7 separate regions of the Mus musculus genome follow, and all the other regions are linked to region 5. The links are chromatin contacts, called in public Hi-C, HiChIP or PLAC-seq, Micro-C and promoter capture Hi-C maps. All regions are on one chromosome and are shown on one strand. Each heading gives the region's core, a stretch centred on a gene start, on an enhancer-like site or on the middle of the called end of the contact. The rest is flanking DNA. Distances are from core to core; before and after follow the strand shown.

Region 1 (3,962 bases), core at 766-3,265, 450 kb after region 5:
TCCAGGCTTCCAGCCCTTCACCATCTGATAACTCACAGGAGCAAGTTGTGAGAGTGTGTACAATTCTGTGATGCCCGGGACTTTCCTGACCTACACTTCGTGACGCCTGTTTCTCAGATTCCTCATCCTTCTACACAAAGTCAGCCCCAGGAATAAGACAGTAAAAGCTGCACTGGGCATGGTGGCACATATTGGTAATCAGAGCATCTGGGTGGCACAGGCAAGGAGGAGCAAGAGCTTCACGCCAGCTTGGGTTCCTAGTGAGTTTCCCATTAGCCTGGGTCATATAGCCAGGCTCTGCCTGTATCAAGGGAAAAGAGGGAAAGAGAGAGGGGAGAGAAAGGAGAGAGAGGAGAGAGAGGAAAGAGAGGAGAGAGAGGAGAGGGGGAGAGGGGAGAGAGAGAGAGGAGAGAGAGAGAGAGGAGAGGAGAGGAGAGGAGAGGAGAGGAGAGGAGAGGAGAGGAGAGGAGAGGAGAGGAGAGGAGAGGAGAAGAGAAGAGAAGAGAAGAGAAGAGAAGAGAAGAGAAGAGAAGAGAAGAGAAGAGAAGAGAGGAATATTGTCAGATGCCCACCATCTGCCGGGATCTATATGAACCCTTCATATGTACATCTCATGTGTCTCCTTCAGTCCTCTCAGCAACTTCACAAGAGTCTATAATTATTCCTGTCTTATCAACATGGCAACAATGAGTGCTAGGAAGTGTGATTCAAAGTTCAGTTGAATGCATACCGCTAGGATGCATACCTGTTAACTGAAGCACTGAGAAGACTCAGGGTGGACTGTAGTTAGAAGCCAGGCTGGGCTACAAGAGCAAGTGTTGATACTACAATATAGGGAGACCCTGCCTCAACAAACAAATGACACCCCAACTCAAAGGAGTTCTCCTTACGCTAAGTCTGTAATCTTCATCAACACATTGCAGAGTCTGTTGGGTGTCTGTGTATAAGGCAGATCAGAAGGCCTTGAAGCTTGCCAGCATTTTCCTGTGCCATTTTCTGCTTATGGGGCACAGCACCCTGTCACCAATGCCTTTGTAAAGGGCAGGCTCCCACCCTCTGCCAAAAGTCTTTTCTGAAAGCCCCAGACCAGACAGACCCCTCTTCTTACCATGTAGATTGGGCTTCCCAGATATGCTCCCATGACCCCAGCAAGGGCCCCAGCTGCGGCGCTGCGGACAGGACTGTGGGTGCCTTCATTAGTGTGCAGGTAACCCCGAGACTCTGCCAGCCCGTAGGTGCCCAGTCGGATGCCATTCATCAAGAACTGGTACAAGAGCGCAGGGCCCAGGCCCTTCTGCAGGGCAGCTAGGCCATCCACCTTGCCAATGGTGAAGAAGGCGTGGAAGACGTTTCGGTAGTGGCGCTGGTAGGTGCCTGGGGCCTGCAGTTCTCCCTGCAATTGCATTCTGGTCTTCACAACCTCCAAGGGATTGGTGAACACACAGGCTCCACAGGCTGCTACACCACTCATTAAGAAGTCCATGGTAAAGGTAGAAACAGCTTCAGAAAGCAGGGATGGATATGAACAACACCTGGCTCTTTGAAGCCCAGGCTGCAACAGGTAGAAATTTAAGAGAGCTAAATTGTCTGGGTCAAATGTCAAGAAGTCAAGTGAGGTTAGAGGGAGTTTGGGGATCAGAAGGTAGCAAAAGGAAAGAAAGAGGAGTGTAGTAGGGTATGGCAACAAGGCCCTGTTGACAAGGGAACTGAGATCAGGGAGGAGCAGAAGTTAGAAGCTGGCAGGTGGGAATGCCTAGGATGGGGGTACCAGAGCGTATCTTAGGAAAACGGAGTTACGAAATGGTAGCTGGAGAAGCAGGAAAAAGAAAAGCAACAACAGAAAAAGAATCAGAGGGAAAAGCCGAAGGTGGCTCGACAACAGCGAGAGGAGGGTTGTGAAAGAAGTTAGGATTCCGGCTAAGAATAAGCGTGGCAAAGTAGCTGCGGGAGCTAGAGCACCTTTACCCGAGGTAGTCTGCAGAGGCCGGGCGGCCACTCTCGGGTCCTTGGAACGCAGCGCCAATGGGGACTCTCCAAGAGCTGCAGCCGAGCGCCTCAGCCAATCAGCGAAGAGCCGGCTCAGCAGCCAATGGGAGGCGCTGCCATCGGCCGGGCCCTCGGCCTCAACTAAAACGGGTTGGGTTAACTCTCCTCGCCCCGGCTCCCAGGCCTGGCATTGGGAGGGTGCCGGAGGCGGGGAGATGTTTTTGGTTTTTGTTTTTGTTAATCACTGTCCAGGAACTGGGGTGGGCCGGGATGCAGAGGCTGAGCGCGGAGGGTTGGGCAGCGACTCCTGTGGGTGGCGGGCTCTCTGCGATCGTCCTCAATCCCAGGTCATCTCTGTTTGGGGTTTGCCTGACCGCAGACACGCCCAGCGCTGTTCGGATGCCAGGATAGTCCGGAAACTGCAGTCCCGCCCGCCGGGGCGATGGTACACACCTGCTGGACAGCACCCATCCCCTAAGGCCGAGTAAACTGTAGGGTCTAGTACCAGGGTGTGGCCAGCTGCGGGCGCCCAGGGAGGGAGGCCTGAAGGCCAGCCAGGGGAAAAAAAAAAAAAAAAACAAAACCTTGATCTTATTAAGCTCTTGATCGTCACAATGACCTAGAGGAGGCCGGGCAGGTCAAGACAAGGATTTCCATCTCCTCCTCAGCGAGGCTTAGGTTACAGAAACAGACTTGTTTCTTGTCCTTGCTTCATTCGTATGAATAATTATGAAAGAGCCCGGGGGGGGGGGAGGCTGGAAAAGAGCTTAAAGAGAAAGCTTGGAGAAAGAAGGTAGGAGTTTAGGTGGCGTCATTTGGGCGGCAGGAAGAAGCAGAGGGCTCACCTGAGTCAACTACCCTGCTTAGCGCTGAATTCCGGTTTATATTTTCCTTCCTACTATATAGATGACCGTGGGCAAGTTTCTTATCTTCTCAGGAACCCCTTGTAAAATGAGATAATATCTGTGGGACATACTCCAAAGGAGAGGTTGCCCTTGTGTTACACGCTCAGTAATTTACTGGGAAGTCTGGAGTTGACAGAACTCTTCCCACTTCCCCGAGGTCCCCGCAGCTTTCTTTGGTGACGTTCAGGTCAGGTTGAGCATCTTCTGATGGCTTTTCAAGTTGTCCCTATTCAGCCTCATTCTACTTTGTTCCTCAAACATACCTATTTTTAGGAATACCTCAAAAACATTCCTATTGTTCTTAGCTAGTGGTTAATTTCCCTACTTCACGATACTGGAAACTCTAGAAGCTTGGGGGTGGGAGAGAGGCAGATCTGAGTCTTAGGTTGTTTGCCAGACAACTTTGCTGTGTGTAGCCTTTAGGAGCCTCAAACTCAAAATCCTCCTGCCTCAGCATGTGGAGTGCTGAAGATTTCCAGCCTGCTGCCCTACTGGGTGACACCACACTTGGCTTCACACCCTGAGCTTAAAGCCTAGGGTTCTCAAAAGTATGGTGGCTATAGCAGCAGTAGTGCCTGAGAACTTAGAAATACATCCAGTCTCACTGGAAACTCCCTGAACCAGAAGAACTCTGCAGGTGGACCCCCACATTCTTTCACTAAGTCCCCCTGGGTGCTTAACATTCAGCATTACTGGGTGACACTTTCTGTCTTTAATACCAGATGCCCAAGAGATTGACAGATTTTAAGGTTTTTTTTGTTTGTTTATTTGTTTGTTTTGGTTTTTTTTTAAGTAATTTTTATTCTTTCTCAAGGCAGAGTTTCTCTGTGTAGCCCTGGCTGTCTTGGAACTCACTCTGTAGACCAGGCTCACCTCAAACTCACAGAAATCTGCCTGCCTCTGTCTCCCAAGTGCTGGGATTAAAGGCAGCAAATAAGAGCAAGTGGCTGATCTTTCACAGGACCCAGTTTTGTTGCTTTGTTTTGAGACAGGGTTCCTCTGTGTAGCCCTGGCTGTACTGGAACTCACCCTGAAGACTAGGCTGGCCTCGAACTCAGAGATTCACCTGCT
Region 2 (3,798 bases), core at 1,119-3,618, 460 kb before region 5:
CAACTTAGCAAGTCTGAACGTTACCACCCAATTCTTTCCAAACCCCCAAATATCTGCTTTTTCCTTCTCCTTGCCTGTCTCTTATATTACCCAAAATTTCCCCCCCTCCTGTGTCCTCTTTACCCCCTTCCTTTGGGGGTCCCGTGACCCTAAATGTGGGGGGAACACTATATTCCACTACACTGGAGACCCTGACTCGCTTCCCAGATTCCATGCTGGGGGCCATGTTTAGGGCTGACACCCTAATGCCAGCCAACCTTAACCCGCAAGGAGATGGCCATTACTTCATCGACAGGGATGGCAAGGCTTTCCGGCACATCCTCAATTTTTTGCGGCTAGGCCGTCTGGACCTGCCCCGTGGGTACGGAGAAACTGCCCTTCTTAAGGCAGAGGCTGACTTCTACCAGATCCGGCCCCTCCTGGATGCCCTGCGGGAATTGGAAGCCTCTCGGGGTACACCTGCATCCACAGCCGCCCTACTCCATGCAGATGTAGATGTCAGCCCCCGCCAGGTGCACTTCTCCGCTCGAAGGGGCCCCCACCACTATGAGCTGAGCTCTGTCCAGGTGGACACCTTCCGAGCCAACCTCTTCTGCACTGACCCTGAGTGTCTGGCTGCCATGCGCAACAGATTTGGTGTGGCCATTGGGGACAGGGCAGAAGGAGGTCCACATTTTCGGCTAGAGTGGGCCTCCCGCCCCCAGGAACTCCCTGAAGTAGAGTATCAAAGACTGGGGCTGCAGCCACTGTGGACTGGGGGGCCAGAAGATCGTCGGGAGGTAGCGAACACGCCTACATTCCTGGAGGAGGTGCTACGGGTGGCTCTGGAACATGGCTTCCGCCTGGACTCTGTCTTCCCAGACCCTGAAGACCTTCTGAACTCTAGATCCTTGCGCTTTGTGCGCCACTGAGGGTGCTGCCCTCCACTTGACTGCAGAGGAGGGGGATGAGTCAGCCAAGGGGCCTGTGGCTCTTCTAAAACCTCTTTCTAGTACTGGTGTGGTAGCTATGAAAGTCAGGGATTCCACCATACCTGGCCAGAGCCTAGAGCTGGGGTTCCCAGATCGAGCTGCCCCCTTCCACCCCACAAGACTCACGAATGGTCCAGAAGGTCTACGCGGGGGCTTATCCTGGGAAAGCATCGTGGATTCTCTAGCCTGTTTTTGCTTGAGGATGGGTCCTCTGTATTCAGAAGTGTGGCAAAGTAAGATAGCACCTCTTTGCCCAGGCTAAACCTAGCAGAGCTCTGGCGGGTTGAGCACTAGGTGGGAGGACTTTGACTTATCAAATGTAACCTGCTCCCTAGACTGTGGTTTCCTTTACTGGAGCTGACATCTTATCCTACAGTAACCATTAAGAGGCCAGGACTCTCTGGGAGGTTTCTTTACTATGTTCCAAGCCACCTATTGTGGGACACTCCATCCTAGGGTGACATAGGGAGCAAGGAGAACCTCCATCAACACGGGGGCTAGAGCTCCCTTCTGGAATTCCAGAGGATCCTGTATGGAAGTGGGGCTGGACCATGGTGTCCAGAGGCCTCTTTCATGTGTGTGCGCCTGCCAGTCAATAGATCTGATGCTGCCTGGCTCCCTGCTGTCTTGGTTCCCATCAGTGTTGCTGACTCCTGTGCTTGTGTATTGGTCCTTCTGTGATCTTGGCCTGTCCAGGCCTGTTTGGGGTTGCTTAGAAACTCTCCAGGCTCAGGTACTTCTGTGGTATGTGTAAAAGCAGATTCAGATTTAGTTTAATCATAGGGTGTGTGTGTATGTGTGTGTGTGTGTGTGTGTGTGTTTGCATGTGTGTTTATGCCTGCGCTGCCACGTAGGCAGGAGGGCCTTGTTTGAGTTTGAGTCACACTAGGCCCTTCCTATGAGAGGTAAAAGCCTCTGGGCTTAGCTGGGCCTCTGAGACCTCTGGGAGCTCTTGGTTGCTGAGACAACCATGAGCCTGTTGCTAGGAAATAGCTGGGTAAGGAAGGCCTAAGGCTGTCCTGGGCAGCCAGGAGCTAGAGTTGGGAGAGTCGGGGAGGGTGTGGGAAGGATAGCATTTCTGGGTTCCTGGGCGGATGGGATACACACATAAACATGGTCATCATTGGGTGGAGTCATTCATCTATCACTGTGACTTACAAGAAGAAAAATAAATTGCTTTCAGAACCATGACGTGTAAAGGCCACTATCCCCTTGCAACAGAAACCCTGATTTATCCGTCCTAGAGATACGTTTTAGCCTCCAGTTCTTGGGGGCCCAGGGGTGGCTCTACCGGAGCCGAGGGGTAAGACAATGGCATTGTTCTGGATCAGTCTAGAACCTCCGACATGAAGGGTCAGAATCTGGATCTCAGAGAATTCTGACTCTTCCCTGGTCTGAGGGGGTCCAACTCCTTCCATACCCCAGCAGGCTTCATGTGGGTGCTGGCTCTGGGTGGGGCTTTCTTGGCCGTGGCCAAGGCTTGTATCTTCTGTCGTCTCCAAGATCATGCCTTGGCAAACCGCCTGGCTCAGCTCAATAACCAGACGAAGCCGAAGTGGAAATGGAAGGAATGGGCTTCCCCAGATTTCTCGGCCTTTGCCTTAGGTAATATCAGATATGCAAGGTTAGCTCAGCAATAGTCACCACTGGATCCTAAGGGGGCTGGCGCCCGAGCTCCTAGCTGTGCATCTCAGCCATTGCTTCAGTCCATAGCCCTTTCTGGACACACTAGCCTCTCTCTCTCTTTGGAAGAACTCTGTGCCCTAGGAAATAGGAAAACAAAAAAACAAAAGACAACACAAAACCCCCCAAAACTCTAGAGCCTACTCTAGCTCCTTCTTGTCCATCTCCACAGATGAGGTCTCAATGAAGCAAGTCACAGAGAAAACTCACCGAGTCCTGAGAGTCATAGGTGAGGTCTGGAGAAAACGGACACTTTGAGACTTAGGAAGACCCAAGACGAGACGGGATATGGGGGGAGGGGAGGTGAAGAGAGGGACCGATCTGGGAGGGGGCCTGGAAGGCAGCTCCGATGAGGTCTAGGGCAATATAGCTGTGCTGTGCCTCTCCAGAGAAAAAAGGATCCACCTCCTTGATTCCATTATACTGGCAATGGCTTCAGAAGACCAGGATCCCCCAGTACACCAGGGAAGGTATTGATGGGGAGGGTACCAAGGAGACGCCTAGGATTTGTAGCCCCGTGGGGCATGACTGAACAAGTCAGCCACTGCTCCTTGCTTTTCATTGCAGCTCTTTGTGCTCCTGTCTGCCGTGAGTAAAAGAAAAGGCCGTGGAGCCCCCTGGGGAGCGAAGAGAGTAGGGCGACGGCCTGAGGAGCTTGGGCGGCTGGGAGGAAGGGGTTGGAGGCGGTGGCTTCGCTTGCCAGCGCTGCTCCTATTGTCTCCTGCAGGGGGCAGCACCATCCTGTACAACTGCTCCACCTGCGAGGGCAAGGAGGAGTCTTGTTGGCCCCAAAAGCACTGCTACCCAGGTTCTTTAATCCTCACCCTCCTAAGGCCCCCTAGGTTCCCTGGTGTGATCCACAGGATCATCCACGGTCTCCTGGGTTCCTTGCAGACAGTCACGATCTGTGGGACGCTAGGATTCTGCTCCTATGTATCTTCGGAATTGTCCTGCTTTCGGGTGTTGTGAGCCTCCAAGTGGAGTGAGTTGTGGGGATCTTCCCAACCCCCTTCCCTGATTCTCTTCAGGCCTCCCATCCTCTGTCTCCTTTCAGGTACCTGAACCTGCAAGCAAAAGACTTGTGAAGAGGAGGACAGCTTTTCCAGCCCCAGCTCTAAGAAATCTGTGCCCACAATTTCCACAT
Region 3 (4,037 bases), core at 673-3,172, 400 kb after region 5:
AAGTAGTGACACCACCTCAAAGTGAAATCAAATTTGGGGGGAGGCAGATGTCACTTTTTTTTTTTTTTTGAAACAGGGTGGTTTCTCTGTGTAGCCCTGGCTGTCCTGGAACTCACTGTGTAGACCAGGCTGGCCTTGAACTCAGAAATCCGCTGCCTCTGCCTCCCGAGTGCTGGGATTAAAGGCGTGCGCCACCATGCCCTACTTACACAGTATATTTTGAGGGAAGACTCAGTTACATAGGGAAGACTTTGGCTTTTGCCGTTGGTTGTTCGAGGGGAAAAGGGAAACTAAGGACATTTACCGAATCAAATGAAACAGGTCTGTATTTTGGATAACCCCAAGATTCATTTTGTATAATGTAAGCCTAACACTATACCCTCAAATACTTGAATTGCCTACGTTTGCTGTGGTGGTTGTTGTTTTTAAAACAGGGTTTCACCATGGAGTCTTGCTACCCTGTAACTTGCTATATACACCAGGCCTGCCTGCCTGTGCCTCCCAACTGCTGGGATTAAAGGCTTGGACCACCACACCCGACTGCATCGTCTACCTTGAACGAACGACCTTTAAAAGAGGACTGTTGCTCAAGGATCTCTCCTTTAGCTGAGAGTTCTCTCTCCTGAGAGCTGGTCTCATCACTCTGCCCAGCACTGCAGCACAAATGTCCTCTTTAAAACCACTCCAGCACTAAAGCCATGTTCACTGATCAGCCAGCTAGCTTGAATCCTTGGCTACTCCTTAACTGGCTCCCTGTCATTTACAATATCCACCCCTTTAAATTCTAATGTCTTACTCCTTTGGGTTTGTTTGTTCTTCAAGACAGGGTTTCTCATCATAGCGCTGGCTGTCATGGAACTCACTATGTAGACTGGCCTCGAACTCACAAGAGATCTGTCTGCCTCTCAGTGCTGGGATTAAAGGTGTAAACCACCATGCTTGGCCTTCTCTTTACCTCTGGTACCCCAACACTAACACTGCTGTAGTGGAAGAAGATACCATAGACTCTGTTTTCAACCATGGTCTTTCAGCTCAACCGTCCACAGTACACTTCAGTAAAGTAAGACCCAAATCTCAAACAACCACTCCTTTGTCCAAAAAGGGCCACCAAGTGCGAGACATGTAGAGGCTAGCCCAGTGAATTACATAGCAAGCACCAGGTGATGTTAACGTGACGCTGTCATAAAAAGACCACTAACAACTACCAAGAAGTTGTTGCTTAGCAAGTCAAGACAGTTCACTATTCCTTCTGACCCCTCCACCTCCACCCAATGGCATTTAGCTTTTCAAACGATATTTGCTTTAACTCTTGCTTAGCAAAATGGCTTCTGCTGCCTAGTACCGTTTTCTGATGCTTTCCCGCTTAGCTAACCGGGGTACCCATCCAAGGACTGGGGCGTTTCTCCTTTCCCAAACCAGCTAAATCAGAGGGCCCCTGTAACCACAACAACCAGCAAGGCTAATCTCCCACAGAGCGTAAACCTTCGACAGTGGGCGGAGACGTATTCCAGGCTAGGTCGACCCTGGAACAAAGGGCCGGAAAAGCCTCCGCTCCCCAGGCCAAGACCATGGGCAATGGATGGAAGGAGTATAGGAAGAAAAGAAATTCAGGACAAGAAGGGAAAACAAAACAAAAAACCCACGAGAATCACACAAACAGCACTCACGGAGGTAGGTGGTTGTGCTCGGCAAGCAGCCATGATGAGCCAAACCCCTACCCTGAAGAACGCGCGAACTCCGGGCGCAAGTGCTCACGGGAGGGAACCTGTGACGTCAGGGAGCAGCACTGCCTCTTCCCTCTGCATCCACCAGGGTACTGGGGCGTCAGGGACCTTTTGCGGTGAACTTGCCGTAAGGAGCCTACTGGCCTTAAATTTGCAGCGACCCTTCCGCTTCTGACTCCTAAAGGCGGGAATTACAGATGTGCGTCACCAGATCTGGCCTGTTTTCCTTCTATAGTGACGGCGCGTCCGGATCCTAGTGTTTCACGTGGGGTGGGGCGGGCGGGAGACCGCTCGAGCGCACAGTCACTTGGCTCATAACACCTAAAATTTTCAGTCTCCCTGATCTTGTCAAGCAGAGATGTGCAATTTAAAAGTAGCCACAGACTAGATGGGATATCGCATGTGCCTTTAATCCCAGCAATCCGGGTGCAGAGGCAGGGGGATCTCTGCGAGTTTTGAGTTTCAGCCTAACCTGCTCTTCATAGTGAATTTCAGGCCAGCCAGAACTACGAAGTGAGGACAAAAAAGGGAGCCACGGGACACCATTAGCATATGTGATATGTGCAGTGGACTTAAGCCACTGCTGCATTTAGCAAGTCTTTTTAAATTTGTTTTTTACTCTAATGTCTAGAACTAATTTTTGCTAAAGAATTTGGTGGCCATATGTGACTCAATTCATGAAAGCCTTTGCTTTTCCTAATTCAGTCAGTCAGGCAATCAAGAGCTCAGTACTGGCGGAGGAAACAGAATTCATCTATGTGGCAGGCACATAGGATCGGGGTATATTCATTGAAGAAAACAAAACAAAAACCCTCTTGTTCTGAGGCAAGGAGATTGACGGGAAAACAGGCAAAATATATGGAGAAGAAAGAAAGAAAGAAAGAAAGAAAGAAAGAAAGGAAGGAAGGAAGGAAGGAAGGAAGGAAGGAAGGAAGGAAGAAAGAAAGGAAGGAAGAAAGGAAGAAGAAAGGAAGAAAAAGCAAAGCGAGGAGATTGTCTGGCATTCCAGTTCCAGGAGACCTGGCGCTACCTTTGTTGTTGTTGTTGTTGTTTTGTTTTGTTTTGTTTTGTTTTTTTGTCTTTCGAGACAGGGTCTCTCTATTGCCCTGGCTGTCCTGGAACTCACTTTGTAGACCAGGCTGGCCTCGAACTCAGAAATCCACCTGCCTCTGCCTCCCGAGTATTGGGATTAAAGGTGGCCCGGCTCTGGCGCTACCTTTTGAGTAACTGCACACGTGGTACACATACATTCATGCAAGCAAAACACTCAAACACATAAAAAGCAAGATAGAAAAGGAACCATGTGGCAGTGCAGTAATCCCAGCATTCAGGAGGCAGGAGAATCTTCCTGAGTTTAAAGCAGCCAGGGTTACATTAAAAAAAAAAAAAAAAAAAACAACCAACAAAGTAGCCAGTCAGTAGTGGCGCATGTCTTTAACCCCAGCAGAGGCAGAGGCAGAGGCAGGTGGATTTCTGAGTTCCAGGCCAGCCTGGTCTACAGAGTGAGTCCCAGGACATCCAGGGCTATACAGAGAAACCCTGTTTGGAAACAAACAAACAAAAGAAAAACAACAAAGTATTACACCTGCAAATTACTGTATCCCTTCATTCAGCTTCACTTTTGATGCAAACAACTCCTTCTGTCATGAAATATGCACTGTGGTGATGAAAGAGAAGTTGGGGCAAAAGCCCCACCCTAGTAGCCGTGTCTCAACTAAAGATTTTGTAGCACAAGAGAGTCTCTGTTTAAGGGGTTTTATTAGTTTCTTTTAAGACATTCTTCAAGCAGGCCTGTTGATCCTGACATTCAAATTTACTGAAGGGAGGAAAGACTCAACTTCATAAGGAAGGAAAAAAGAAAATGATAAATAAACACCCAGTGTCTACTTAAAAGCAAAATGGAGCTACCTAGTCAATGACTAGCATTGCCTTCAGTAACAGGCTTTTTAGAGGTTTTGTTTGTTTGTTTTTGTTTTGTTTTGTTGTTTTATGTTTCTGTTGTGTTTGTTGTTTTGAGACAGGTGGTGTATCCTATAGCACCATATTGGATCTTGAATTTGCTCTTTGGCCAAGGGGGACCCCTGATCTTCCTGTCTCCTCTGGGGAGATTATAGGCTTGTATCAGCAGGACAGGTTCATAAGCTCTTGATAAAAGAAAAGTTTGGCCGAGCGTGGTGGCACGAGCGTGGTGGCACTCACCTTTAATCCCAGCACTGCAGAGGCAGAGGCAGGCGGATTTCTGAGTTCAAGGCCAGCCTGATCTACAGAGTGAGTTCTAGGGCTACACAGAGAAATCCTGTCTCGAAAAATCAG
Region 4 (4,045 bases), core at 632-3,131, 480 kb before region 5:
GGTGAGGGTTGCCTTCCCTGTCTCCACTCTAATGGACAATAAAGAGAACATCAGGAATCTGAGTGCTGGGAGCTGCGTGTCCAGACTGGGCCTGCTCTGGGAGCCCAGGAGAGCGGGAGGGATGTCCAGACACAATAACCCGGGAAGGCAAAGCAAGAGGAGGAACAGAGCAACCCAAGGAACTGTGCTCCTGGGAGCAAGCACTTAGGGGCTAAAGTAGCAAGGTCACAAAATCAAGCACAGTCTGTTCTACGAAGTGAGAGCCTGCTTCAGAACACAAAACAAAACCAGGGCTTTAAAAACTCACTATTGCCCGACGTGGTGGCACACGCCTTTAATCCCAGCACTTGGGAGGCAGAGGCAGGCAGATTTCTGAGTTCGAGGCCAGCCTGGTCTACAGAGTGAGTTCCAGGACAGCCAGGGCTACACAGAGAAACCCTGTCTCAGAAACAAAAAAAAAAAAAAAAAAAAAAAAGAAAGAAAAAGCCAACAACAACAACAAATAAAAACTCACTGTTGGTTTATTTGGTTAACATGGTACACCTGTGGAGGTCCGAGGTTAGAGGAACTTTCCATAATAAGTTCTGCTAGGGTTTCTGGGGTCAAACTTGGGTTGTCAGACTGGATGTGTGAAAAACACTTTTACACAGTGGGCCACTTTGCTGGTCCCAAAACCTAGGGTCTTGAAAAGGCCCAACCTTGCAGCAGAATGTCCATGTCTGATAGAATCAGCATACTGTACATTTATTAACACCATCTTTGAGGCAGGGTGTACTGGCTGGTTTTGTGTGTCAACTTGACACAAGCTGGAGTTATCACACAGAAAGGAGCCTCCCTTGAGGAAATGCCTCCATGAGATCTGGAGAATCCATGTAAGGTATTTTCTCAATTAGTGATCAAGGGGGTAATGGCCCATTGTGGGTAGTGTCATCCTGGGCTGGTAGTCCTGGGTTCCATAAGAAACCAAGCTGAGGGGTTGGGGAGATGGCTCAGTGGTTAAGAGCACTGTCTGTTCTTCCAGAGGTCCTGAGTTCAATTCCCAGCAACCACATGGTGGCTCACAGCCATCTGTAATGGCATCTGACACCTTCTTCTGTTGTGTCTGAAGGCAGCTACAGTGTACTTATATATAATAAATAAATTTTAAAAAGAAAGAAAGAAGGAAACCAAGCTGAGCAAGCCAGGGGAAGCAAGCCAGTAAGTAACATCCCTCCATGGCCTCTGCATCAGCTCCTGCTTCCTGACCTGCTTGAGTTTTAGTCCTGACTTCCTTTGGTGATGAATAGCAGTGTGGAAGTGTAAGCTGAACAAACCCTTTCCTCCCCAATTTGCTTTTGTGCAAGAATTGAAACCCTGACAAAGACACAGGATTTCTCTGTGTAGACCTGGCTGTCCTGGAGCTCACTCTGGACCAGCTGGCCTCAGACTCAGAGATCCACCCACTGAGTGCTTGGATGAAAGGCGTGCGCTGCCCCTCGCTTTTTTGTCTCCCAGATGAGGGAACTGAAGGGTCAGAGAACTTGTTCAGTGTCACACTGGTTTTTGTGTAGACAGGGTCTCGCTGTGTAGCCCTGGCAGGCCTGTGACTTGCTCTGTAGATCACACTGGCCTTGATCTCACAGAGATCTGCCTGTCTCTGCTGTAATTAAAGGCATGTAGCACTATGCCCAACTAATCACACAAAGTCTTAAGTGACAGAGACAGATTTGACTCTAGACCATCATTTCCCCCTCAAAAAATTTATTCACCAATGGAGAAAGCAGCAGAGAAAGACCAGTGTCCCAGATGGAAGGTGACAGCAGGCAGTCTCTGGGGGAGGGACTGTGGTTTCTGTGATCTCAGCACCCCCCTCCGCCCAGGCCCCACCCCTACCCCTCCCAGAGCTGCCTAGAAGTGGTGGGGTTAGAGCTCCTCCTGGGTTACCCCGTTCCCTTTGGGGAAAGAATTCCAGACCCAGGCTCTTCCTACCAGAGGATTCTTCTCCATTAATACCCCTCTTGGGGGGTGGGGAGTGCATCTGCCTACATCCCCACCTACCTGACCTCCAGGGCCCCCCAGGCCCCCAAAGCAAGTCATCTGAGATGACGGTCAAGCTAGATTTTGAAGAATGTCTCAAGGACTCACCCCGCTTCCGGTAAGTGTGTGCAGGTCCATGAGACTAAGGAGGGGAAGGAAGGCCCAATAGGTCCCAACACCCACCCACCCACCCCCAGCATTCCCCAGGCAGGACCAACCTTAGAGCCTAGGCCACAGGGACCAGAGGGAACTGGTGGGACCTAGTGCCTCTACCACTCAAGCCAGGCTCTCAAATCAGGCATGGAACCCCAGCACTTGGGAGGCTGAGGCAGGAAGGTTGTTAAGTGTTCCAGGCTAACCTGGGCTACAGAGTAAAAAAAAAAAAAAAAAAAAAAAAAAAAAACCCTTTAATAACAGAACCTCCATGCTCTCCGAAGCTCACTTTACTCTGCCTTTCTGCCCCTTCTGGTCTTTATAATTGGCATTCCTCCTTCCTTCTCACGGCATCCCCTCCCCCAGCACCTGCCCCGGGGCGGTTAGCAACTTCCTGCCCTGGCCACATCCACCCTCCTACTCTTCCTGCTCTGGTCTGGGTTATTGAAGCTTAGAATGTGCACAGCAGCACAAGAGCAGAAACTGTCTGGACTCTGCTTGGTCTGTGCATACCCATCACCCCATGACGCCAACCCTGCCCCTGATGCTAAGCAGAGGCCCAGTGGACCTAAGTGCTGTCCATTCTTTCCCAGAGCCTCGATTGAACTGGTGGAAACTGAAGTGTCAGAATTGGAGACCCGCCTGGAAAAGGTGACCACGTCATGGAGAAAAGATGCAGAGTCAGATTAAAATAAAAGATTAGAATAAAATTAAAATAAAAGGTCAGGGAGATGGCGGGAGACTGGGAATGCGTTAGAGTCATTGAAAGTTAACTGTGCCTGGCACACACACACACACACAATTATATTTAAAATCTGGATGTTGCTGGGCGTGGTGGCGCACGCCTTTAATCCCAGCACTTGGGAGGCAGAGGCAGGCAGATTTTTGAGTTGGAGGCCAGCCTGGTCTACAAAGTGAGTTCCAGGATAGCCAGGGCTACACAGAGAAACCCTGTCTTGACCCCCCCACCCCAAAATCTGGATGTACTGGCTCATGCCTTTAATCCTAACACTGGTGAAGCTGAAACAGGCAGATCTCTGTGAGTTCTAGGCCAGCTAGGGCTAAAAAAAAAGCTGGGAATGGGGCTGCGTACCCAGATCCCAGCACTTGGGAGGCAGAGGCAGATGAATCTCTTGTGAGTTCTAAGATAGCTTGGTCTGTTTACATAGTAAGTTCTAGGACAGAAGAGAAACCCTGCCTGAAATACATACATATATGTGTGTGTGTGTGTGTGTGTGTGTGTGTGTGTGTGTATGTAAATTATTAACATATTAATATATACTTTTTGAGACAGGGTCACATGTAGTTCAGGCTAGCTTTGAATTTACCTGTAGTTGAGCCTGGTCTTGAATTCCCAATCCTCTGACCTCTATTTCCCCCCTGGAGATGGAATTCATCTTTGTGCATGTTAGACAGGCCGGGTTCCCCCACCAGCTACATCCCCAGAGCAAACACTTCTTAAAACATTATTGATATTATTTCAGTATATATATTTGGCTGTTTTATCTGGGTAAATGTCTGTGAACCATGTCCACACCTAGTGGCTGCTACAGAGGCTAGCAGAGGGCATTGGATCCTCTGGAATTGGAGTTGCAGTTGTGAGCCACAATGTGGATGCTGGGAATTGAACCTGAGTCCTTTGCATGAGCAGCCAGTGCACGTAGTCACTGAGCCATCTCTCCAACCCCTCAAATGGTTCTAATTGAACTTTTTTAAAAAATTTATTTATTTTATGTATATGAGTACACTGTAGCTGTCTTCAGACACACCAGGAGAGGGCATCAGATCCCATTACAGATGGTTGTGAGCCACCATGTGGTTGCTGGGAATTGAACTCAGGACCCCTGAAAGAGCAGTCAGTGCTCTTAACCACTGA
Region 5 (4,235 bases), core at 73-2,572:
CCCTTTGCTGGCTTGAGAGAATTCTGGGTCTTCCCCCCCCTTCTTTTTCCTAGATTGCCATGGAAAAACTTCCTCTCCAGTCCCCACTACCACTACCACCCCCCGTACTCCCTCCCGCGCGCCCTTGGAAGTGTCTCCTGAAGTCTTTTTAGTTTCCCACCTGCTGCATGGCCCAGTGTCAGGTTGCCCCTTTCCCAGCTTGAGCTGAAGTGGGTGTAGTTGCAAGACAGCTGCCCCTAAGAGAGGAGCTGTATGTGGGTATACACACCAGCCCATCCCTGCGACTCCCGTCACCTCCTCTTACCAAACTGAGGAGAAAGAGTTAGGCTGAAAAGTCAAGGTCTTTATCTGTGTAGGTAGGTGGATCAGCTTCTGGTATTGCCCACTTTTGAGAGAGAAGTCCAGTGATAGTTATGGCTGCCCTCTGTTAAATCTTGGAGTTGGTGATGGTATTACAGAGTCTCCTTTCTTGTGCCTAAGAATGTGGATTGTCGGCTCAAACCTGGATTCTAACCCCAGCTCTGCCACTAAATGGGACTCGGGAAAAGTCACAACCTTGCAGAACCTCCTATCTGCAATCTGGGACATTTAAATATCAATACCTACCTTCTAGCTGATGGGAGGGGGCAGTGAAATAATTTATGCAAAGCATTTAGCACAGTGGTTGGTATAAAATTAATACCGAATGAGTATCAGAAAATACATATTATTAAATGTTGTTAGTTATTATAGTGGGTGGACCTGTTTCTAAAGTAGCCCTCACAGGGGATTGGTTAAAGAGTGGAGAATTCTGCTACCTGGAGTGTGTGTTGTGTGTGTGTGTGTGTGTGGGGGGGGGGTGTCAGGGATTAGCATCGACTACTTTATGTACCTTATTTGATGTGGGCTTTAGCCAGATTTGTATTGCTTTCTTTAGGTTTATTTTTCCCCTCCTTAAAAAAAAATAGCTAAGACTATATTCCTTTGGCTGTTAAAATAATTACGTTGTAGCTTGTGATTTTCAAGCGATACTCTGGTTCCCTCCCATGTTGCTCTCTGGAGCCTTTCATTTTGCAAAGGGACTCCACAGTTTCCCTAGCGGGGACATGGCTAGGCTAAAGGGGTGTGTAAAAGGTTGGGGTGGGTGGGTGGGTGGAGAGAGACTAGTGGGGGGAGGCTGGGGGAGCGGGTAGTTAAAGGAAGAGACCGGAAGGGAGGAGGAGGGAGCCTGCTGGTGGGGAGGGAGGGGAGGAGGAGGAGGTGGAGGAGGAGGAGGAGGACGAGGAGGAGGAGGAGGGAGGGAGGGGGTTGGGGAGAGCCTGCTACAGTTCTTTGTTTGACTCCGGGACTCAGGGACGGGGAGGAGGAGGGAGGGAGGCAGAGGCTGCAAGCGCCGGGGCAGGCCCAGGAGGCAGAGGAGGGACCGTCTCCCCCGCCCCCCAGCCCCCACTCCCCCCCCTGCTGCTTCCCCCTCCCTACCCGGACTCTGGGGGCACCGCCGGGGGACAGACACCCAGCAGGTAACCCTGGCCTGGCTCTCCCTCCCCCTGTCTGATTTTCTTCCACACCCTCCCGGACGACCCCTTTCCGTCTCCCCGATTTCCCGGGCCTTGCCTTTCCCCCCCAGCCCTCCTTGTTCCATTTCTGCGAGTTGGGCTTGTCGCCTGCTGGCTCCGCCACCCTCCGTCTCGTGCAGCCTGACTCCCTTCCCCCCACCCCACAGTGTGTGCTCCCCTGTTCTGCCCGAGGCACCTTTTGGGGTTCTGTCTCAATGTTTCTTAGGCTGGCTTCTTCCGACCAGTCTCATGGGGCTCTGAGGAAGGAGGGAGTCCTTATTCTTTAATGGCTCCCCCCAGTCTCCCTTGCCCCATTCTCCTCGTAGCAGTCTCTAGGGGTGAGAGAAAACCGGAATTTGGGGCCTGATGGAGAGGCAGGGGGGCTGTGTGTTGCTGGAGACAGGGACAGTGAGTGTGTGAGGAGGGGGTGGGGATTTGTTAGAGACCAGGCTGCCTCTCTGATGTCCCTTTAAATGGCCCTTACATATCTGGGGGTTAGGGGGTGGGGTGGTGGCAAGCTGCCTGCCTGGGGGGCAGGGCCCTTGGTTTGTCCACACCGTCAGGGGTGGAAATGATTTAAAGGGACAGCCTTGGTGTGGCCACTGCCACCCTGTGCTGGCAGGAGGGGGAGCTGGCAGGCTATGTCTACAGAGGCTTGGCTGGTGAGCAGGGCATTTGAGGCTGTCTGGGACTGGGCCTCAGGTCTCCAGTCCAGTTACTGTGGCTGGAAAAGTGCAAGAAGGGGTTGACAGCCTGCCCTGAGGGTGCTCAGTCTAGGCTTTCTTCAGAACCCCATGGGTGAGCCCTTTGACTCCATGACCAAGAATCTGTGAGTCTGAACTACAGAACCTGTGGGCCAGAACCAGGTGGGGGCCACTGGCAGATCCGCAGGTCAGTAGGGTGACCTGGGTACTTTAGAGCTGGCCCCTTCAGCTTCCCCTTTTGTTGTTTGGTTCTTTGCACAAGAAGGCCCCAGCCCCTCCTCCTCATGCACATGCCCCCCCACCCCCACCCCAGCTGTTGGGCAGATGAATTACAGCCTCCTGCTTGGGGCCAAGGCTGGTAAGGGATTAAAGTTCTGAGGTTGGCCCTTTAAATGGCTGTTGGCCCTCCCCCACTCTGGTGTCCAGACACCCATCACATACCCTTCTGACCCCCTTGGTCTGGCCTGCAACCCTCCCCCCCTCTATAGGCTAGCCTACCCCGTAGCCACAAATTCTATCAACTGCTGGGTAAGCACCTTAGTCCTGAATTTGCTTCCCTGTCCAGAAGGGTCCAGCCTCTAGCATCTTTTCTCCAGAAGGTCCTAGCCAATCCAGTTTTCTCAGCTCGCTGCTGACCACTGTTCCTTAAGGGCCTTGCTTAGGTCAGAAATAACACTTCCCTGGGGGCAGTGTCATCAGCAGGCACAAAAGCTTGCAGTGCATTGCATCATGGAGGCCAGAGGCCTAAGTCTCTGGGGCAGGGGGAAAGATGGGGGCTGGAAGGCCAGGAAATGGAGAGGCCAGGTAGAGAGCCCGTGTGTCTGGGTCCTGGAGAAAACACTGGTCCCCAAGGAGTGAGTCTGAGGTGAGGGTTGACTGAGGCCTAACTCCTGCTATCAACACCTGAGTCTTGGCCCTAGACTTGTAGTAATATACCTAGCTCTTTGTATCTAAGGATTAGGAGGGAAGAGAGTGGGCCCCTGTCACCTCCTTGGGCCACATGGAGGAAGGAGGTGATGGGGAAACAGGATATGGTTTTGGAGGTGACATGGAGGGAGCCTGCTGCAGAGGCTACTTCCTAGCTCAGGCCCAGTCACAGCTCTTGCGGAGGAAGAAGGCTCCTCCCTGTTGGGCCCGTTCATCTTGTCTGACCACCTGTGCCGCTTGCCAGAACCTGCCTACACCAGCCTAAGGGAACTGGAAGGGTCAGAGTCCAAAAGGTGGTGTTGACTATCTGGTGTCTTGTTAGGGTTGGAGGTAGCAGAACTGAAGGCCTAGGGTCCACATGCCCTGGGGGCAGGAACTAAGGTTGCTTGACAGTAGATGTCCCCTGTAGCTGGGCCTGAGCCAGAATATCAGTCTAGTCAGAAAAGGGCGACGTGGGTTGGTACTGAGGTGCCACCCTATGCTTCCTTACTACCTGAACCAGGCTGCTTCCTAAAGGAAAGGTTGGAAGATGGCTTTTTTCCAGGTTGCCATGGAAACCGAATCTCCCATCTCATCTGACCTCTAGAGCCTGGTTTCTCAATGAGGGGGACCAGGAAGGAAGGGAACTCCTCTATCTTGGGAGATCCCATCTCTAACTGAAATTGTTTTCTTTTAGGTTCCCCCAGGCACCATGTCAGCCTCATAGCAGGACCCACCCCACGACTTCTGCTGTAGCCCATAGGACCCACCCCACTTCTGCTGTAACCCACTGCTGGAGTGCTTGTTCCATGAGACAGTCCACTTCCAACTCCATCTGGTAAGCTTGGCTGCTGTCACCTCCGTCCCCCACGTCCAACTCTTCACCGCATGTTTGGAAATCTTTGCTCTGATCTGGTTCATGCTCACTCATCAGAATGGTCCAGCCCAACTCTGAACCTCCCCCCAACATGTGCTGCTTGAATGGTTCAGCCCTCCACGTTGATGGAGCCCCCTCTATCGCCTGTGAATGGTTTATCCCTGTACTTCACTTGCCTCTCTACCACCTGAAAACCTCTCAGCCCCCACCCCA
Region 6 (4,060 bases), core at 1,262-3,761, 420 kb before region 5:
TTCTCAACTGTGTGGGCATGGAAAACATTTGTTTCACCAGGTGGACACTGTGGAAAAGAACATCCCTGGAATAACAGGGCTAAACCTCACCATCCTCACGTAACGAAATTCTAACAAAGGTGGGTGTACACACCTGTAATCTCAGCAACCAGGAGGCTAAGGAAGGAAGCACCTGGACATACAACTCAACAGAAGAAAAACTGCCCACCATTCCCAAGGCTCTGGGGTCAACCCTCAATATGGGGGAGTTTGGAGGGGAACTCCAATGAACTACATGAATGAAATTACTAAAATCTACATTCCCATGTGTTTTTTAAAAAAAGATTTGTTTATTATTATAAAAGCTAAGTACACTGTAGCTGACTTCAGATGCACCAGAAGAGAGCGTCAGATCTCATAACGGATGGTTGTGAGCCACCATGTAGTTGCTGGGATTTGAACTCAGGATCAGCAGTCGGCGCTCTTAACCACTGAGCCATCTCTCCAGCCCCTCATGTGCTCTTTAGGTAAGAGGCTCCATTAGTTCAAGCGCTCTTTATGAGCCCTACACACAATTACAACACCTTGTAAAGATTGGAATTCCAGAACCAGAGGATCTTTGTAGTTAGAAATGCAAATTCAAAGGTAGACTCTCTGCCCTCCCTTGCTCAATGTTAGATGAATAAAGACACCAAAGTTCTTTATATGCCTTTTTCTTTTAATTTCTTTTCTGCTTCAACATTGGCTCCTTCCCTCTGCGCCCAATTACCCAGAAAGGCCAGGACTGGGCGCTTAAACAAGAGACTTCAAAAAGCCAAGGCAAGCCAGCCCAAGATTAGCAGGCTCCCTCCCACAGGCCCCAGAGTCTGGATGCTGGTGTCTCCACTCAGAGCCTGGTAGTAGAAGCTGGTGCAGAATAAGGTAGTTCCAGAAGCTAACAGTAATCCTGCCTGGAAGAGGCAGAGAACAGAATACAGAATTTTAAGAACAAAGCAACATGAGGGAGTAAATGAGGTTTGATTTAAATTAGGCAAGGGAATTGGTTACCCAGACAGGTTTTCTGCAAGAGGGTACCCCTAACAGGGCCAGGCTGTGCAAAAAGTGGTGTTTGTTGGCCTTGTCAAAGAGCTGTAAGAAAAAGAGAAGAGAGAGATTTTCTAAGCAACATAGGACCGAAGTCCATTAACACTGTCACCTCTGACGGCTCAGTTTGCTGCTCCCCCAGGTCTTCAAGCCACAGGCCTGCAGTCCTTGCAGTAGAGACCTACACTTGACTGCCTTCCCATTCATCTCCCCACCCCCTCCCAGTTTAAGGACACCCAAACATCGCGCCAAGTCCAGGAGTCCCAGAACTGTTACTTCACCTCCTTCCCGTAGGCATCCGGAAACTGAGCGCCTGTAGAGAGATGCAAAACCAATCAGAACTGTATTGGCTTAGACCCTCTCAAACCCCAGGGGCACCTAAGTAGACACTGCATCCCTGGAAGCTTCTGACTGGTGGAAACAGATGTAGTACTGAGACGCTTTTGGACCTAAAGACAAACTTGAAGGTTCGGGGTTCCAAGGGATCTCTATTCCATAAAAGACAAGACACTTCCTATAGGTCCCTCCCCGCACCAGATCCCAAAGATTGCCCCCAGCCCAGCTGCATCCCACGTCCCCTGACCGTGTGCCCCGTAGGAGGCCAAACCCAAGGCCCCAGCTCCGGACAAGGCACCTAGGCGGCGGAAAGCAGCCCCTACCCCGGCCATAGCTGTGGGTGGTCACGCGCGGAACCAACACCGCCCTGACCACCCAACAAGCCAGCCAATCCCGATTGCCCATGCAAATAAGGTCCAAAAATGCCCAATCAGGGCTATGTTCATTTCAGAGCCCCGGTTCCCTTACAGACGCCTTTGTAAAACTTCTGTTGAATGGAGAAGATGTCTGGCGGGCGGAGAAACTAGAACCAATTAGGAGCGGAGGAGCGGAGCAGTGGGAGGCGGGGTTGAGGGTGGGACTAGAGGATTTGCGTCACGGATTGGCCCACTTTCCAAGTTGATCGCCTCTTCGACACCCCAACCCCACACCTCCAGCTAATTTGCAAAGATATCGGTCCCCCACAAAGTTCCACCCCTTTTTCTACAGGCTCCTCCTGTTCTGCTTCAAACCAGACCCACTCCTCAAAAGGGGCGGCCCCACGGATTTCTAAGCTCCACCTATTGCCATCAAACCCCTCCCATCCCACGATGGCTCCGCCTCTGTGCCTAGAGGCCCCGCCTTCTTCGTGTGATGCCCTGCCCTCTATAGTTCAGCTGTTCTCCCCCTTGCTAGACCCGGAGAGCCCAGAGGGTGGGAGATCCGGGGGGGCGGGGGGAGAGATGTCTTCACCCTGCTCTAGTTCGCTACGTCCATCCGTCCGTCTGTCCACTCCCACCCCTTTCACTGTCTTCAATCCCCCCCCACACTCCAGAGGGCGGGTGGGCAGGCGGGTGCAAGCGAGGGGTGTGCGCCGCTCTCTCGGCAGGGGGCGGGGGAGGCGGCCGCGCGGTGACGCGCGGGGCTGCTGCGGCTGCTCCGCCGGCGGATCATCACTCTCGAGCTGGGATGGACGCGGGGCGGGCGGGCCCTGGCGCGCAGAGCCAGGAGTCCGGGCCTCCTGGCTACTGAGCATTTCCCAAAGCCTCCCCTAGCCCTTGCCTTCCTTCCTAGGAGCCGCACCGACCTCTGCCTCGAGGCTCGGGACTCGGCCCCCGCCCTCTTCTGACTCCCCGGATCTCCCTCCCGCCCGCCCTCGGGATCGACTAGATCCCTCCCCCTCCCCGAGGATTCCGGCTGGATCCCTGCCCCTGCACCGCGGATTCTGCGCTCCGGGGCTCCGGGCCCCTAGGGATTGCCGTGGACTCCTCCTCCAGCACCCGATCCCTTAGGATCTGTCGCCTGAACCGCCTCCTGGTCCCTCGAAGCCATCCCAGAGAACCAGTGGATCTCCAATCTAGTCCTGTCCCATTGCTCCCTCCTGGCTCAGCCTTTCCCACTGCGGGGTTCCCTGTTCTTGAGCTCTCTCTGACCCTATACCCTAGCTTTCCTTTTCCTGGGGATCGACTGGATTCCGGCCCCGCCCCCCGGGGCTGGGGCGATCCCCCTCCCCCGCCGGGTGAGGCGCTGCAGGCGGGGGCTGGGCCTGCGGGGCCGCGGGGGCTCAGAGGCCGCCGCCCCCCTTCTGAAACCCGTCCGCCCCCCGCTCGGAGCCCTGGATGGAGGCACCACGGCCCCAGGGCTGATCCAGGTAGGAGCTAAGCCATGCTGGGTGGAGGGGGCTGCGCGGCGGTCCATTGGGGTCTTCCTCTTCCCATATTCCTCCCTGCGCCTGGTTTCCCTCAGCCTGCTCTGTCTGCGTGTCTCCGCCTAAGGATGCTCTCGCCGTGTCTCTGCGTCTTGGTCTCTTTGTCTCTGCCTCTCTCCAGTCCATGAATGATCCTTTGAATGGGCCCACAGACCCCGTGTGTTCCCATCTCCCCCTCCCCCTCCTTCTCCCCTTCCCGGCCAAGCCATTTTCCCCACTGCAGGAAGGGGGGGGGGCTGCGGCCTGAGCCCCCGTCCCTCAACTCTCCCCGGTTGGGGGAGTCGGGCCTGGGCTGGAATGGAAGAGCAAGGCAGAGGGATCGGGAGGAGGGGGGAGCAAGATGTGGCAGACAGAGATGAAGAGAGAAAATGGGGGAGAGAGTAATAGAAAAAAGGAGAGAGAGAGAGAGCACTTGAGGGAGAAAATCAGAGAAGGTATTTGGAGGAGAGAGCGATGAGAAACACCAAGGAGACAGAAATGAGAAAAGACTGAGGGGTGAGAGACTGAAGGCAAGAGCTGGAGCAAGCCAGTTAAGGCCAAGGAAAGATGCTCCAAGGGACCCTGTTCGGAGGAGAAAGATGGGGGGGGGGGGGCTCTAGTGGGAGGGGAAGAGAGAAAAGCTAGTTAGAGGAGAGGAGGCAAGGGGCCCAAAGTACCTTAAGGGAAAGGGGTGACTGAGGCAGGACATGATGGGAGAAGAGGGAAGAGATAGCAAGGCCCAGCCTGGCATAGGAAAAAGAGATTGGGGGGGGGTCA
Region 7 (4,298 bases), core at 855-3,354, 510 kb before region 5:
TACCATCAAATAAACGAGCAAGTACAGGCCAAAGCTGTGCTTTAGTACCTGAAGAGGTGTGTGACTGATAAGTCTAGGATTTTTTTTTTATAATCTGCCAAAAGATTCATCCCACTTTCCCCCTCCCTTATGGTCCATTCCCTAAATCCTTTGCATTAGGCAACCACTAATATATTTTTTGTGTATCGTGTTTGTGACATTTACAGTTCTACTAATTGTCTCTGAATAGCCCTAGCCCCAAGCTTTGCACCATTTGGCTTTTACAGTTGTCACATGTGTCCAGAAGTTCATATCTTTTTCAGTACTGGGACAGAATTTTAAAATAGGGTTTTACTATGTAGCACAGGCTGGCAATCTTCCTGTTTAGCCAGGAGATAGGATTACTGGCATGTATTACCACACCCAGAGAATGACCATAAACTTCCCATCCTCCTTCCTCTGCCTCTGGGTCCTTAGGTGCTGCAATTACAGGGAGGGAGGGTGGCAGGCCCTGTGCCTGGCTAGGATTGGATTATGTAGGCTACCATAGCCTTGAACTACTGATCTGCTGATCTCAGCTTTCTCAGTGCTGGCATTCCACAGAAAACGACAGAAAATTCAGGAAAAGTGACTGAAAGATATAGGGTGGATAGTTCTACTGTGCTACACAAACACGTAATAATTCCAATTAAGTGCTTGCAAGCGTTCCAGTAAGTTGGAGATTAAGATATCATTTAATATCCTTACTTAGTGGTAAAGAAATTAAAAGTACAGTAATTTGAAGTGATTTCTCAAAACTATAGGTGGCAGTGCATGCCTTACATCCCAACACGAGAGGCAGAGGCAGGTGGATCTTAAGGCCAGTCTGGTCGACTGAGTGAGTTCCAGGACAGCCAGAGCTACACAGAGAAACCCTGTCTTGAAAAACAACAACAAAACCACCACTACCACCAAAAAGGTTTAGATTCCTAGACCAGATTTTTTTGTTTTGCTTTTGAGTCAAGAATTCACACTGTACAGACCAGACTGGCCTTGAACCCACCTGGCTCTTACAGGATTAAGGGAGTGCTCCACCACGCCTGCATTATCTAAGGAGTAGGAATCCTGATCGCTCATCTTTAGATAACGTCAAAGTAATTTAATATTGCACTGTTTTGTTTTTTTCTATTCTCCTGCTCCAGTTTCTCAAACTCAGAGATTACAGGCATCATAAATTTCAAGACCAACTTTATGTGCTGGCTTTATAACAAGTCTCAGCCTCCTAGCGATCTGGCAATAAAGTCTGTGTCGCCTGGTCCAGAGCCACTCTTCTCATAGGGAGTTTGATTTTGGAAGAAACATTAGACATTTCCTTTTAGAAACCTCAAGCCGACCTGGGAAAACAATCGGAAACGCTATGTAGTTCTCTTTATTTAGGATTTAGAAAGGAAAAGCTTCTATGCGAACCTTAGGAATCAACACTAACCAGGGTTTAGACAAGATGGTGGCTTGTATCGGATAGCTCTGGATACTGAAACTATAGCGCACAAGTTGTGTAAAGTACCGAAGCCGGGATGGTTGTAATCCGACCACACTAGCGTGAGAGCAGAGTCTCCCACGGAAAGCAGTCTCTTGAGCACGTGCAGAGCTGGGACAGCGATTCGGAGAAGAGCCACACACCTAACTAGAAAGGTTCTCAGAAACGTGTTTGTGAGTTGTTCAATTCCAGTTAAAGCCGAGGTGTGGCGCCTGCTCAGACGCATGCGTTCTTGACGCCGCAAGCAGCACAGTGGCGTGGTCTTTTCAACACCCCGCGTAGGGACGACGTCTGAGGTGGAAGGGGCGTTTAGGATTCCTAACACGCATGCGTTGAGACCCAGGCGTTTCCTTCGGAGGGTGTGGAGTGCAGGGTTCTGTATTGCGCAGCCGCAAGGGTTGCCCGGTAGAGCGAGCTGTCGCTCAAGGGGAGGGAAGAAGAGGTTGAAGGGATTTAAAAAAAAAAAAAAAAAACCCGGTGCGCCTGCGCATTGCCGACTGGTTGGAAGCACTACGGACTGGAAAGGGGCGGGGTCACGTGTGTGCGTCATCCGATGGGTAGGTGGGAGAGAGGGTGGAGATCGGGGAGGGTCCATGCGCTTGCGCAGTGCGGGGGTGGAAGGTGGTGGAGCTACCTAGCACGCTTGCGCGGCTGTCATAGGGCTGCTTGGTTGGTCAGTGGGGAGTCGGCGCCTGCGTACTAAGACCCGTGTGCAGCAGCGGCGGCGGCGCTAGAGGCGGCGGCGGCGGCGGCGGCAGCACAGTAGCGGGTTCGGAGGCAGCAGTTGGGCTCGCGGCGAGCGGACCAGGTCAAGTCAGTGCGTTCGCGCGAGGTGAGAGCGGGCAGGGCGCGCCTGCGCGTAACCTCGGTTTGAGCTACGAACGAGAGACGGAACTACGCGGGGGTCGGGGAGGGGGGCAGAAGGGAGCGGCGGCTGTCGCCGCACGGGTTCGGTGAGGGAGCGGCGCGAGGTGCGGAGAGGCGGGTGCAGGGCCCGGTTGGCGCGAGGGGTGACGGTTGGGGCCGGCCGGGTGACGTTGGAGCGACGCAGGGCGGGGGACGGCGAGCCGCGAGGCCGCCACGCGGGAGAGGCCGCCAGGCGGCCACGCCGGGGCGAGGGCCCGGGGCCAGATCGGCCCAGACAGGGCAAAGGCTCCTGTGCGGTTGAGGACCGGCGCTGCGCGGCCACGTGAGGTGGGGGAGGGGGCTGTTAGGTGAGGGCATGTGGAGGGGGTTGGCGGCCGGCGGGGGGAGGGGAGGCGGCATGGTCCTGGCCTGGCGCAGCTTTGGGGCAGGGGCAGCCGTAGCACCGGAAGTGTTCCCCATTGGAGGCTGCCCTCGGGGTCCGAGGCCATGCGGCCGAACGTTGACCGGGGCCGCATGGCTGCACGGGGACCCCTCCCCCCTGGCCCGGGCCACCGGAAGCCCCGGGCGACCACATGGTGGGCGCGAGCCGGCAACCCTCAGCGCAAGGAGCTCTGGTCTTTTTTGGGTTTCTCCGGAGCCTTGGATTTTGGCGTGCGGGAGAGACCCTACCCTTGGGTCTCACTCATCCCGCAGGGCCCGTTGCAGGCATATGTTAGTGTTCCCCAGCCTCATGGGCCTCTGGAGCTCATCCCTCAGTCTTCATATGAAGTGAGACGTCCAGCCAGATGTAAGTGGTACTGCTTTGCTGGGGAAACCGGGAAAAGTGGGGAAACTGAGGGCGATTGGACTGATGCCCAACTCTTTCTCGGCCCATGCCGACAGCGCCTGAAAGTAGTGAGCTTCTAGTTCCCCTGCGGTGATCTTCGATCTTCACCATGCCAGTGCCTTCCCTGTCGTGTTTTGTTTGGGAGTTACTGTGTTTTAAAGTCCTTTACTCTGCCAGCCTAGTACGATTTCTATTACTACTACGAATCTTTTGCTTTCATTTTATTGTCATTCACCACCCCTCACTTTCTACTGACTGTACAGGCTGGGCCTGAAAAGCCGACAGGACTGGTGCATCCTGGGAAAAGTGGGAGGGCCATCGACAAAAGGCTGAGTTCCCTTCGGGAACTGAGATCGAAATGTTTGGCAGTGGGATCCTTTAGGAAACTACTTTCTCTCCCTTGACTGCATCTGCAAGTGCACGTTGGAGGCGGGAATCCCCCAAAGAGGCCTTGTGGTTTCCTGTACCAATGACTGGCTTGTGTGTGGACAGGGTGGGGGGGTGGTGTAACAACTGGGTGGGGCCTTGTCCTCCGTCTCCACCCCTCCATTAGCCCCGCCCTTCAGCTGGCTCATTGCTGCTCACCTAATTATAGTCCTGGCAGAGTGTGGGGAAGAGGGGGTGGTTGGTTTCAGTGGCGAGTAACACCTGAGTCCTACTCGCTCCCGGGAAGTAGCCCTTTCCTCATCTCTGGGATTTGGCATCCCAACTCCCAGGAGGCTTCCTTTCCCTAGCCACAACTTTAGATGTCATTGTGGGGGCCCAGGGGATCCCCAGCTGTTTTACCCCCAATACTCAAGCTCTTCAATATGTTTGACTCCAGTTTCAAAGCAGGAAATGCAACTTTATTTAGGTGGGTAATGAATGAAGGGGAAGTGGATCAGTGTTTTAGGGAGGAATGGGATAGATCAGCGATCTCATTTAACCTCCATCGTTACTGACCCTAGTTCTCTTCTTGGCTTTAGTTGGAATCGAAGCCTCTTAAAATGGCAGATGATTTGGACTTCGAGACAGGAGATGCAGGGGCCTCAGCCACCTTCCCAATGCAGTGCTCAGCATTACGTAAGAATGGTTTTGTGGTGCTCAAAGGCCGGCCATGTAAGATCGTCG

What was found. Promoter capture Hi-C pulls out the DNA fragments that hold promoters and counts their contacts. Hi-C and Micro-C count contacts between places; a contact is called where the count stands out from the background. HiChIP or PLAC-seq counts read pairs in DNA pulled down with a chosen protein or histone mark.
Region 1: a contact with region 5 is called in a Micro-C map of embryonic stem cells, with 1.7 times the contacts expected there. The contact joins the promoter of Slc25a35 here to the promoter of Kdm6b in region 5. A contact is called at or near these places in 1 of 39 promoter capture datasets (pre-B cells), 3 of 484 Hi-C or Micro-C datasets (all in embryonic stem cells), 2 of 115 datasets of contacts at active chromatin or transcription factors (memory CD8 T cells and pancreatic cancer cells) and 1 of 9 other capture datasets (pancreatic islet).
Region 2: a contact with region 5 is called in a promoter capture Hi-C map of neutrophils, with 2.9 times the contacts expected there. The contact joins the promoter of Tmem95 here to the promoter of Kdm6b in region 5. A contact is called at or near these places in 3 of 39 promoter capture datasets (cranial neural crest, neutrophils and pre-B cells), 2 of 484 Hi-C or Micro-C datasets (the N1E-115 cell line and embryonic stem cells) and 2 of 115 datasets of contacts at active chromatin or transcription factors (memory CD8 T cells and pancreatic cancer cells).
Region 3: a contact with region 5 is called in an HNF4G HiChIP or PLAC-seq map of pancreatic cancer cells. The contact joins the promoter of Ctc1 here to the promoter of Kdm6b in region 5. A contact is called at or near these places in 1 of 484 Hi-C or Micro-C datasets (muscle stem cells), 3 of 115 datasets of contacts at active chromatin or transcription factors (memory CD8 T cells, pancreatic cancer cells and thymic regulatory T cells) and 2 of 9 other capture datasets (adipose tissue and liver).
Region 4: a Hi-C map of uterus shows a contact between it and region 5, with 2.7 times the contacts expected there. The contact joins the promoter of Acap1 here to the promoter of Kdm6b in region 5. A contact is called at or near these places in 7 of 39 promoter capture datasets (cranial neural crest, embryonic stem cells, frontonasal cranial neural crest and 3 more), 4 of 484 Hi-C or Micro-C datasets (the N1E-115 cell line, embryonic stem cells and uterus), 3 of 115 datasets of contacts at active chromatin or transcription factors (double positive thymocytes, memory CD8 T cells and pancreatic cancer cells) and 1 of 9 other capture datasets (liver).
Region 6: a Micro-C map of embryonic stem cells shows a contact between it and region 5, with 3 times the contacts expected there. The contact joins the promoter of Nlgn2 here to the promoter of Kdm6b in region 5. A contact is called at or near these places in 6 of 39 promoter capture datasets (the C10 cell line, the HPC-7 cell line, embryonic stem cells and 2 more), 9 of 484 Hi-C or Micro-C datasets (B cells, cardiomyocytes, cortical neurons and 4 more) and 6 of 115 datasets of contacts at active chromatin or transcription factors (bone marrow-derived macrophages, embryonic stem cells, extraembryonic endoderm stem cells and 3 more).
Region 7: an HNF4G HiChIP or PLAC-seq map of pancreatic cancer cells shows a contact between it and region 5. The contact joins the promoter of Eif5a here to the promoter of Kdm6b in region 5. A contact is called at or near these places in 7 of 39 promoter capture datasets (cranial neural crest, embryonic stem cells, hippocampal neurons and 3 more), 16 of 484 Hi-C or Micro-C datasets (CD4 T cells, CD8 T cells, the G1E-ER4 cell line and 10 more) and 6 of 115 datasets of contacts at active chromatin or transcription factors (Th17 cells, embryonic stem cells, memory CD8 T cells and 3 more).

What each region holds. Positions count from the first base shown.
Region 1 is chr11:68,966,184-68,970,145 of GRCm38.p6, reverse strand. It overlaps Slc25a35 (solute carrier family 25, member 35), which reads right to left and starts at 2,015. Exons shown (of 5, transcript NM_028048.2): 1 at 1,109-2,015. The coding sequence starts at 1,483.
Region 2 is chr11:69,876,625-69,880,422 of GRCm38.p6, reverse strand. It overlaps Tmem95 (transmembrane protein 95), which reads left to right and starts at 2,368. Exons shown (of 7, transcript NM_001195710.2): 1 at 2,368-2,576; 2 at 2,827-2,883; 3 at 3,044-3,124; 4 at 3,222-3,242; 5 at 3,382-3,462; 6 at 3,549-3,636; 7 at 3,709-3,798. The coding sequence starts at 2,405. The coding sequence ends at 3,739. It overlaps Kctd11 (potassium channel tetramerisation domain containing 11), which reads left to right. Exons shown (of 1, transcript NM_153143.4): 1 at 1-2,159. The coding sequence starts at 213. The coding sequence ends at 911.
Region 3 is chr11:69,013,796-69,017,832 of GRCm38.p6, reverse strand. Ctc1 (CTS telomere maintenance complex component 1) reads right to left here and starts at 1,922. Exons shown (of 23, transcript NM_001013256.2): 1 at 1,668-1,922. The coding sequence starts at 1,700.
Region 4 is chr11:69,893,375-69,897,419 of GRCm38.p6, reverse strand. It overlaps Acap1 (ArfGAP with coiled-coil, ankyrin repeat and PH domains 1), which reads left to right and starts at 1,881. Exons shown (of 22, transcript NM_153788.3): 1 at 1,881-2,134; 2 at 2,763-2,820. The coding sequence starts at 2,082. It overlaps 2810408A11Rik (RIKEN cDNA 2810408A11 gene), which reads left to right. Exons shown (of 9, transcript NM_001382461.1): 9 at 1-62.
Region 5 is chr11:69,413,281-69,417,515 of GRCm38.p6, reverse strand. It overlaps Kdm6b (KDM1 lysine (K)-specific demethylase 6B), which reads left to right and starts at 1,322. Exons shown (of 24, transcript NM_001017426.2): 1 at 1,322-1,499; 2 at 3,843-3,983. It overlaps Gm51903 (a long non-coding RNA gene), which reads right to left and starts at 2,003. Exons shown (of 2, transcript XR_003949708.1): 1 at 1,732-2,003.
Region 6 is chr11:69,836,235-69,840,294 of GRCm38.p6, reverse strand. Nlgn2 (neuroligin 2) reads left to right here and starts at 2,511. Exons shown (of 8, transcript NM_001364137.1): 1 at 2,511-3,247. Tmem256 (transmembrane protein 256) reads right to left here and starts at 1,770. Exons shown (of 4, transcript NM_026982.1): 1 at 1,646-1,770; 2 at 1,344-1,375; 3 at 1,027-1,107; 4 at 737-929. The coding sequence starts at 1,730. The coding sequence ends at 786.
Region 7 is chr11:69,919,192-69,923,489 of GRCm38.p6, reverse strand. Eif5a (eukaryotic translation initiation factor 5A) reads left to right here and starts at 2,104. Exons shown (of 6, transcript NM_181582.4): 1 at 2,104-2,327; 2 at 4,154-4,298. The coding sequence starts at 4,175.